Linked DNA regions of Xenopus tropicalis: region 1 is linked to region 2. Evidence: chromatin contacts called from public Hi-C data. All regions are on one chromosome and are shown on one strand. The core of a region is the stretch at or near the end of the contact, and the rest is flanking DNA. Distances in the headings are between cores, read along the strand shown. Region 1 has its middle 40 kb from the start of slc22a4. Region 2 overlaps LOC116409712 (a long non-coding RNA gene).

Region 1 (3,931 bases), core at 761-3,260, 46 kb after region 2:
CAGTATTGCCCCCAGGTCTATCTTGTCTTTGGGGGGGGATCCATACCACCAGCAAGAAAAGGGCAAACAGTTTGTTTTAAATTTACAGCCAGGACATGTGTGGGGTTCTGTAAGTAGCTATTTGGCCTGTCAGCCTAGCTGGCAGGTAGTATCTAAAGATATTTTGTACCCCAAGGCCCCCTATTGATTTAGGCTTACATATGATAGCTTATTTGACTCTGGGTTTTTGTCTTCCCATATGAAGCTCATGACCGATTTCTGTAGGGAGTCAGCTACTCTGCCTTGGAAGGACCCAAAAGACATACAGGATCTTGGGGAAGAATGTCATCTTTACTGCTACGGTATGACTGAACCATGAAAAGTTGTATTTCCTCCAGGTTAACAAATCCCTTTTCAGTCTTGATAGCAGGGGATGTAGGAATAATTGGTTTCATAGAGGGAGTTGTATGAGGCAGTTAAGTGATCCCTAAGTAGTGCATGTCTTGTCTTGTCAAAGTTAGGTCAACAGCAGCAGTTTCTGTTCCTCTGGGTGCATTTTGATAGGCAGGGTCTGGGATTTAGAGCTGTTTATTTTATATCCCAACGGGACTGAATTGTGTGGCTGAGGTGTGGCAATGATGTCTGGGGTGAGCTTAGAGTAGGGAGAATGTCATCTGTGGATAGTCCAATTTTGTCCTTTATGTGTGGGTCAAGACACACTGCGTTTGCTAAAGAAAGAGAGAACCAGAGGGGTGAGAGGGCAGTCTTGTCTCACTCCACCTCTGATTATGTCTGCAGAGAGTATTCCTATCGTGGTTACCTTAGCTGATGGGGAGCTATATAGCTGCTATACCCCTTGTCTGAAGGGGAGAGGGAAGTTTAAAGCTTTAAGTATTGCCATCATGAACTTCCAATTAAGCCTAGCAAATTACTTTTGGGTATCTGAGTAGTATGGTTGCCATGGGCAGTGGCACACAAGTGAAACTTGATTTATGGCTTTTCTGATGTTGTCTCCCACCTGTCTGCTTTGAATGACGCCAACTTGGTCGGGGTGTACCAGTATAGACAAGTGTATGGCAAGTCCCCCCCATGGGCCTTGGGAGCCACATCACTTACTTGCTTCCATTTGATCAGTGTAATATAACACAAACTACAAGGCCGCTTTTGCCCCTCTGTGGACTTTGCCTCATTTTTGTATTTCAGGGATTCCCAACCTGTGAGCCACACTCAAATGAAAAAAGAGTTGGGGAGCAAAACAAGCATGAAAAATGTAAATGATGGTGCCAAATAAAGGCTGTGATTTGCTATTTGCTAGCCCCTATGTTGACTGGAAGCCAACAGAAGCCTCTGTTTGGCAATTACATTGGGTTTTTATGCAATCTAAACTTGCCTCCTAACCAAAAATTCAAAAATTAGCACCTGCTTTGAGGCCACTGGGAGCAACATCCAATGGATTGGTGAGCTACTGGTTGGGAATCGCTGTTGTATTTTATGCAAGTCATAAAAGGCAAAAGCTTATTTCCATGTTTGTGAGAAAAAAACCTATACACTTAACAGGTGTGCATGGACTGATAAAGGACATTCTGCCTGGGACTTGCAGCAAACACACACACAGCTTATTGTTGCACAGTATTGTCTACTCATAGTTACATGCACACTTCTTATCTTACAGATAGGCACCTTATTAATGCAGTGACAATTGTACAGTGTAATGGGCGGAATGAATATCTAAACTAGCCTGTATTATGCATAATGTGCTGGCCCTTCATATGATTATGTCCAACACACGCCCCAAATTATTGGATATTATATCTCACAAGTGTTATTACTAGAAAGGATATGCACAGGGGGACTAGATCCAATGATGCCCACTGATATGTCAGAGTGCTGACAGTGCTGAAAGCAGATGTTGTCTCTAAGCCTAAGTGAAGACAGAGGCCCTACTGTTACTGAATTGGGGGAAGTATTTAGCAAAGTAAAGGAGGAACTTGAATTGCATGAACCCATATTAATTACCACAGCTCCTAGGGTTCATCTGGGCTAATGCCAGGTGTTTCCTGTATTTGTAACTCGCTTTTTATGTATGTACTTTGTCTCCCTCTTAGGGTCGTTTCAACCAACAACATAAGGGTAAAATGTTTTTATGATTATATGCAAAAGTGGTTTGCTTCACTATGACTACTGCTGCCATTCAGCTTCCTAGCTGGCAGGAAAACTTGGCAGCACATAGTAAAAAGAAAAAACACTGTGGACCTTTTGAAAGTCATCCCTGTTATATCACTAGTTTAAACAGAATTTAGATATGGGACCTGTGCTACATGCTTTACAGATACAGTTTCATAAGGTAAACTTGCGTACATTTCCTTGCCTGGGGCACAAAGGGGCAGACAGGGAAGATTGTGATGCCATATAGAGAAAAAAAGGTGTAAATCCAATTGAAATTCAATACTATTTTTTTTGTTAAAGCTGTGTGTGTGTTTTTTTCTTTATATTTGGAAACGATATACAAAATGTATGACGCATTATATCTACTAAATTTGATGTAGGACACACATTCAAGCCTATCATTTAAGCTGTCTCTCTTTTATAACTTAAATCCCTTGAGAAATGCACATGTTTATTTAAAAATAAAAAATTAGTAATTAGTAGTGGTCATTTATTCCCCTAATGATGAATAATTCAAATGTAACTGTAACAAAGGAATAAGAAAATACACATCTAAATGTTTGTGTTAGCGATTGGAGTTAAAGCATCATTGTTACAAATAAATATGAATTCTGCTTTAGGTATTATTTTTGCTAAATATACACATACATGTAGTTCTTTGGGTCCCTTAGCTTACTGTACAGTCCAGCCCCTTCCCACATACAGCACGGGTGGAATCAAAGCGGCCTTGTCTCATCAGGTGCTGAGATGGTACCACGTCCCAGTTGACTAGCCTTATCCACCTACCCTCCTCCCCATAAATTCACTGCCCAGTCCCCATCCTGTTCCCTCATCTCTCTGTCAGACCTGCTCTCAGCTCTCTGACAGATCTTCTTCCTTGTTTCTCCTTACTCCCCTTCTCCATCTCTCTGTCTTAAGGCCCCCATACACGGGCCGATAGAAGCTGCCGATATCGGTCCCTTGGACCGATTCGGCAGCTAATCGGCCCGTATATGGGCAGAAACGAGCGGCCTGGCCGACCGATATCTGGCCTGAAATTGGCCAGATATCGATCGGCCAGGTTAGAAAATCTGGTCTGATCGGGGACTGCATCGGCTCGTTGATGCGGTCCCCGAACCGACTGCCCATGGCCGCAAAATGTAATCCGATCGTTTGGTCTCAGGGCCAAACAATCGGATTATTTTTTTTTAAAGCAACTTCCTACCCGATATCGCCCACCCGTAGGTGGGGATATCGGGTAAAGATCCGCTCGCTTGGCGATGTCTTATAGTGTATGGGGACCTTTATTTCCCTTTTCTTGCCATTCCTGAATCCCTCCTCATGAATTTTGTTGATACCCTTTAGTTTCCTCCCAGGAGTATGTAAATGCATGATAGTATGTGTAGACAGGGCCACAATCAGGGGAATACAGGGGATATTGCACTTGGGGGACCCAAGTGGAAACAATAAAATAAGTAATTTGATAAACATATAACATAAACCTTTGAGCTGCAGCCACTTGGTAGCTGCTTGGTACTGTGATCTTCTCATTGCCCAGTGTTGGGAATGCAAAGTGTAAATATAAGTGGCCAGAAGGAAAAGTAGAAAAGTAAAATGGCAGAAGAGGAAAAAAATAAATGGGAGAGATAATCTGTATATACCAGCAGCATTGGGCACTGCTATTTTATTTGTATACAAATTAAAATGCTATAAAACCAATATATTTAAATACTGTAATAAAGCCAATAAGTTGCTTGTTTTCTTTAGTATAGCAGATCTCACTGTCTTGAGGGGCCTGGGGACTAGG
Region 2 (4,190 bases), core at 605-3,104:
GGAAATGGCTAGTGGGGAATGGCTAGTGGGGAATGGCTAGTGGGGAATGGCTAGTGGGGAATGGCTAGTGGGGAATGGCTAGTGGGGAATGGCTAGTGGGGAATGGCTAGTGGGGAATGGCTAGTGGGGAATGGTTAATGGGGAAATAGTTAGTGGGGAATGGTTAATGGGGAAATGGTTAATGGGGAATGGCTAGTGGGGAATGGTTAATGGGGAAATGGTAAATGGGGAAATGGCTAGTGGGGAATGGCTAGTGGGGAATGGTTAATGGGGAAATGGTTAATGGGGAAATGGTTAGTGGGGAAATGGTTAGTGGGGAAATGGTTAGTGGGGAAATGGTTAGTGGGGAAATGGTTAGTGGGGAAATGGTTAGTGGGGAATGGCTAGTGGGGAATGGCTAGTGGGGAATGGCTAGTGGGGAATGGCTAGTGGGGAATGGCTAGTGGGGAATGGCTAGTGGGGAATGGCTAGTGGGGAATGGCTAGTGGGGAATGGCTAGTGGGGAAATAGTTAGTGGGGAATGGCTAGTGGGGAATGGTTAATGGGGAAATGGTTAATGGGGAATGGCTAGTGGGAAATGGTAAATGGGGAAATGGCTAGTGGGGAATGGCTAGTGGGGAATGGTTAATGGGGAAATGGTTAATGGGGAAATGGTTAATGGGGAAATGGTTAGTGGGGAAATGGTTAGTGGGGAAATGGTTAGTGGGGAAATGGTTAGTGGGGAAATGGTTAGTGGGGAATGGCTAGTGGGGAATGGCTAGTGGGGAATGGCTAGTGGGGAATGGCTAGTGGGGAATGGCTAGTGGGGAATGGTTAGGGTAGTGATCCCCAACCAGTGCCTTGGGGGCAACACGTTGCTCACCAACCCCTTGGATGTTGCTCTCAGTGCCCCCAAACCAGGGAATTATTTTTGAATTCCAGACTTGATGGCAAGTTTTGGTTGAATAAAAACAAGATTTACTACCAAATAAAGCCTCCTGTAAGCTGATCCCAACCAAGATAGGGTTAGGGTGATGGCACATGGTAAGATTTGTCACTCGTGGTTAAATCTGTGCTAATATGGGTGACAAATTTCCTGTAAATAACTGGCCATACAGAGTATAACATTAAAATTGCCACTAGTAAAACCCAGGCGATCCAGCATTATCATAGGAAGTTGCCTCCCTTGCATTTTCCCACAATTAAGCATGACATGTGGAGATTACTCGTCCATGATAAATCTGCTCTTTTTTCACAAATTGCCTTCTTTTCCCTCAATTTTGTACAGGCAAATCTACATTTTTTACATAATAATTACAAAAACTAATTCCACATAAGCAAATTTTGCCTCACAATTTTTGTCGGCAAAAAATGAATTCTGAGATTACATAATGTATTTTGTGTTACAAATGTCTTATCCAGCGACAGAGCTCCATAGGTAAAAAGAGATTCCTCTTGGGGTTTTTCCTGGAACACATACATCATTGCTATCCTGCTAAATTACAGCAGGGTCAAAGTACCAAGCAATAACTTCAGCTTATCTACTATATTGTAGCCTTTGCATCAACTAATGTGTCTAGAATATAGCATAGTCAGTTGCCAGTTACTCTAAGTGCCAGCTGTTTTTTCTCCCACATGCGTAACATTGCTTTCTATAGAGAAGGCGTGCTTACACATTAAGGGTGAAGACACACACAGCTAATTGTCACGGCTACAAAAATAGACAATGCTGATAATTGTCTCTATGTGTGTTTTAGCAGAGGCAACTCTCAGTATTGTCTATGGCAGGGTCGCCAAACCTACTAATTAGCTCACTGTCACCACAACTTTGTGGCGACTAATTGCAGCAATTTAGCTCCCATAGGTTATATAATGGTCACTGCAACCAATTGTGTGACCAGTTGCAGTATACCGATTAGTTTACTAATTGTGCCCTTAGGCTAATGTCCCATGGAAGGATTTAGTTACCCGAGAAAGATCTCTGCTGCCACGGGCGACTAATCTCTCCAAAATGCTTTTCCACCGGCGTGGATGAAACTGAGCTCTTGCTGTATTTTTGTAAGTAATCTGTATGTTTAGTGCATACAGTGTGAGACGTTAGCTTGCTGGCTCTGGGGTAGGGATGTATGAGAGAGTTTAGAGTCTGTGCAACCGCACAAGTGTCAGTGTCTGCAACGGAACTTTCACAACCACAAGAACAAAGTGCTCTTCATAGCTGCAGCCTGATGGGCTCTGAACTTTACTGAGTTACCTTTACATATATATAAGATTAACCCCTTCCTTGCCTTCTGCAAAATAACAGGGGATAAACAATTCACCCTACACAACCCCTATCCAACTTTCTGGATAATGGGTTTCCGGATAAGGTGTTCTATACCTGTATTAGTATTCCTAATTAAAAAAAACCAAAACATATTCTATGTTTTATTATTTTTAATGTTTTTGTATTATAAAGCATTAATGGAAAATAACTGGATACCTAATTACTGAGAGGGGAGATAAATCCATTTAATGAGGGGATAAGTGAGGTATGTGTGTAAGGGTAGGGTGGAATTATTACACTATAGCTACCATTATCAGACTGGGGGATTTCTCCTACTAGTAATGCCCAAGCAGAGGATCTTGTAGGTAGTTCAGGGTGCTTATGCTCTGGCCAGGATACCCCTAAAACTATATCAGAATGTCTGATACAACAATGTTGGACAACAGAAAGGGATGAAGTGATACTGACATATTCTGATGGAAATCAATAGGGGCACCTCAGTAATAATTGCTGTTGCAGAGCAGCTAATGAGTTAAAGGTCCGGGGGGGGGGGGGGTCAGGGCTAAGTATTTGTGTAACCATCACTGGCATCTAAGCCTCAGTCATTGCACTGCCGTTAAGATGCCCCAGTGTAACAATAGAATTTCACCTGTGAAAATGCTGTGCTTGCACCTGATTTTAAGAAAAGAACCAGTAAATCAATGTACTGTACTGTGTGCTTCCTTCCGTGTCCTTTGCAAATAATATCAATTATTAATTTATAAATAATTAATAAGCAGCATGGGCCAGATAGGATTTAGAGACAGATATGATTACATGAAAGGAAAAAAAGAGAAAACAGAAGTAATGAAAAGAAAATGAGAAAGTCAGGGCTCCATTCTGATTTGTTTTTTTGGTACAGCTGGTAAATCCCAGAATGCAGCAAATGGGAATTTCTAAACATTTGAGGCCGCTGGAATGTACATTGAGGCCCTGCTGTGCCTTATACAGTCCAGCTCCTGTCTCTAGGCCACAGAACAGCAGATGGTTGCAGAATTCCTCTCTATCTCCGGAAGTGCTGGTGCAACACTCGCTATCAGAGCCGCCACAACACTTGCCGAGCTTCCTTATCAGATGCTGTGTCTGCTGATAGCCATGTTAGACATGTGGCACACACCATTATAACACGATTATTTACAGTTGGACCAAGAAAGTGGATTTCACACACAGTTTTATTCTCATGTTTCACTGCTCTGGGTATTGGTTGCATCACCGATGCTTCCTGGGAAGTCTATGGGCGGAATTAGGGAAGCCTGGGACAAGGCAGGCTAAACTATTTAATTGTGTCAGAGGTTTCCCAGCCAATGAACTATCAGAAATGAGCAGATTATCCATCTCATACTGTATCTGTAATTTTACTTAAATGGAAAGAAGATCCAGTTTTAAAATGTCCCAAGTAGGGCTGAATTTAAAGATGGTGCGCCGCTAGGCCACTCGCCCCCCCTGCCCCCCTCAACCCCCTTGCAGACCCCCCCCAGCTCACACAAAACTCGCCTACTCCCTGCTGCTGCTACAGAAGGTTCCCCAGTTGCCAGAACTGTGGGGTGGGTGGCTGGGAGATTCAAACAGCATCTCAAAAAATCTCCTGCCCATTCCCCAGTTCTGAAGTTGGACTGGGGGGGTGCAGGGCCCACCGGGACTTCTGCCTCTGGGGCCCCTCACCCCCTCAGTGGCCCCTGGAGTGGCCTTCACACATCTCCCTGAGGGCTAAGCAAAAGATACAGACCAATCACTGCTTAAAGGCCAAACTGAATTAGTTGCCCAAGAAAAGCTGGCAGGGATAGGTAGGTAACTGCTTAGTATGAGCTATGGATTATGTCAAGGTGACAATATACAGATTATAATCTGGGGAACGTTCCGTAAAGAAGAGACAGCGAGAAAGCTGCATCACCAGATTGGCAACATTCCT

What was found. A called contact is a pair of places that touch in the nucleus more often than the background predicts.
Region 1: a Hi-C map of liver shows a contact between it and region 2, with 5 times the contacts expected there. The contact joins two enhancer-like sites. A contact is called at or near these places in 3 of 5 Hi-C or Micro-C datasets (brain, gastrula embryo and liver).

What each region holds. Positions count from the first base shown.
Region 1 is chr3:36,341,706-36,345,636 of UCB_Xtro_10.0, forward strand. No RefSeq gene overlaps it. Among named protein-coding and RNA genes, the nearest start is that of slc22a4, 40 kb to the right of the region's middle. Within about 2 kb of position 2,011, at least 1 of the 11 cell types and tissues checked has an H3K27ac peak or open chromatin away from gene starts, as enhancers often do. A contact at or near this core is called in liver, where this site is marked.
Region 2 is chr3:36,295,762-36,299,951 of UCB_Xtro_10.0, forward strand. The region is part of intron 1 of LOC116409712 (a long non-coding RNA gene); the gene reads right to left. Among named protein-coding and RNA genes, the nearest start is that of irf1, 78 kb to the left of the region's middle. Within about 2 kb of position 1,855, at least 3 of the 11 cell types and tissues checked have an H3K27ac peak or open chromatin away from gene starts, as enhancers often do. A contact at or near this core is called in liver, where this site is marked.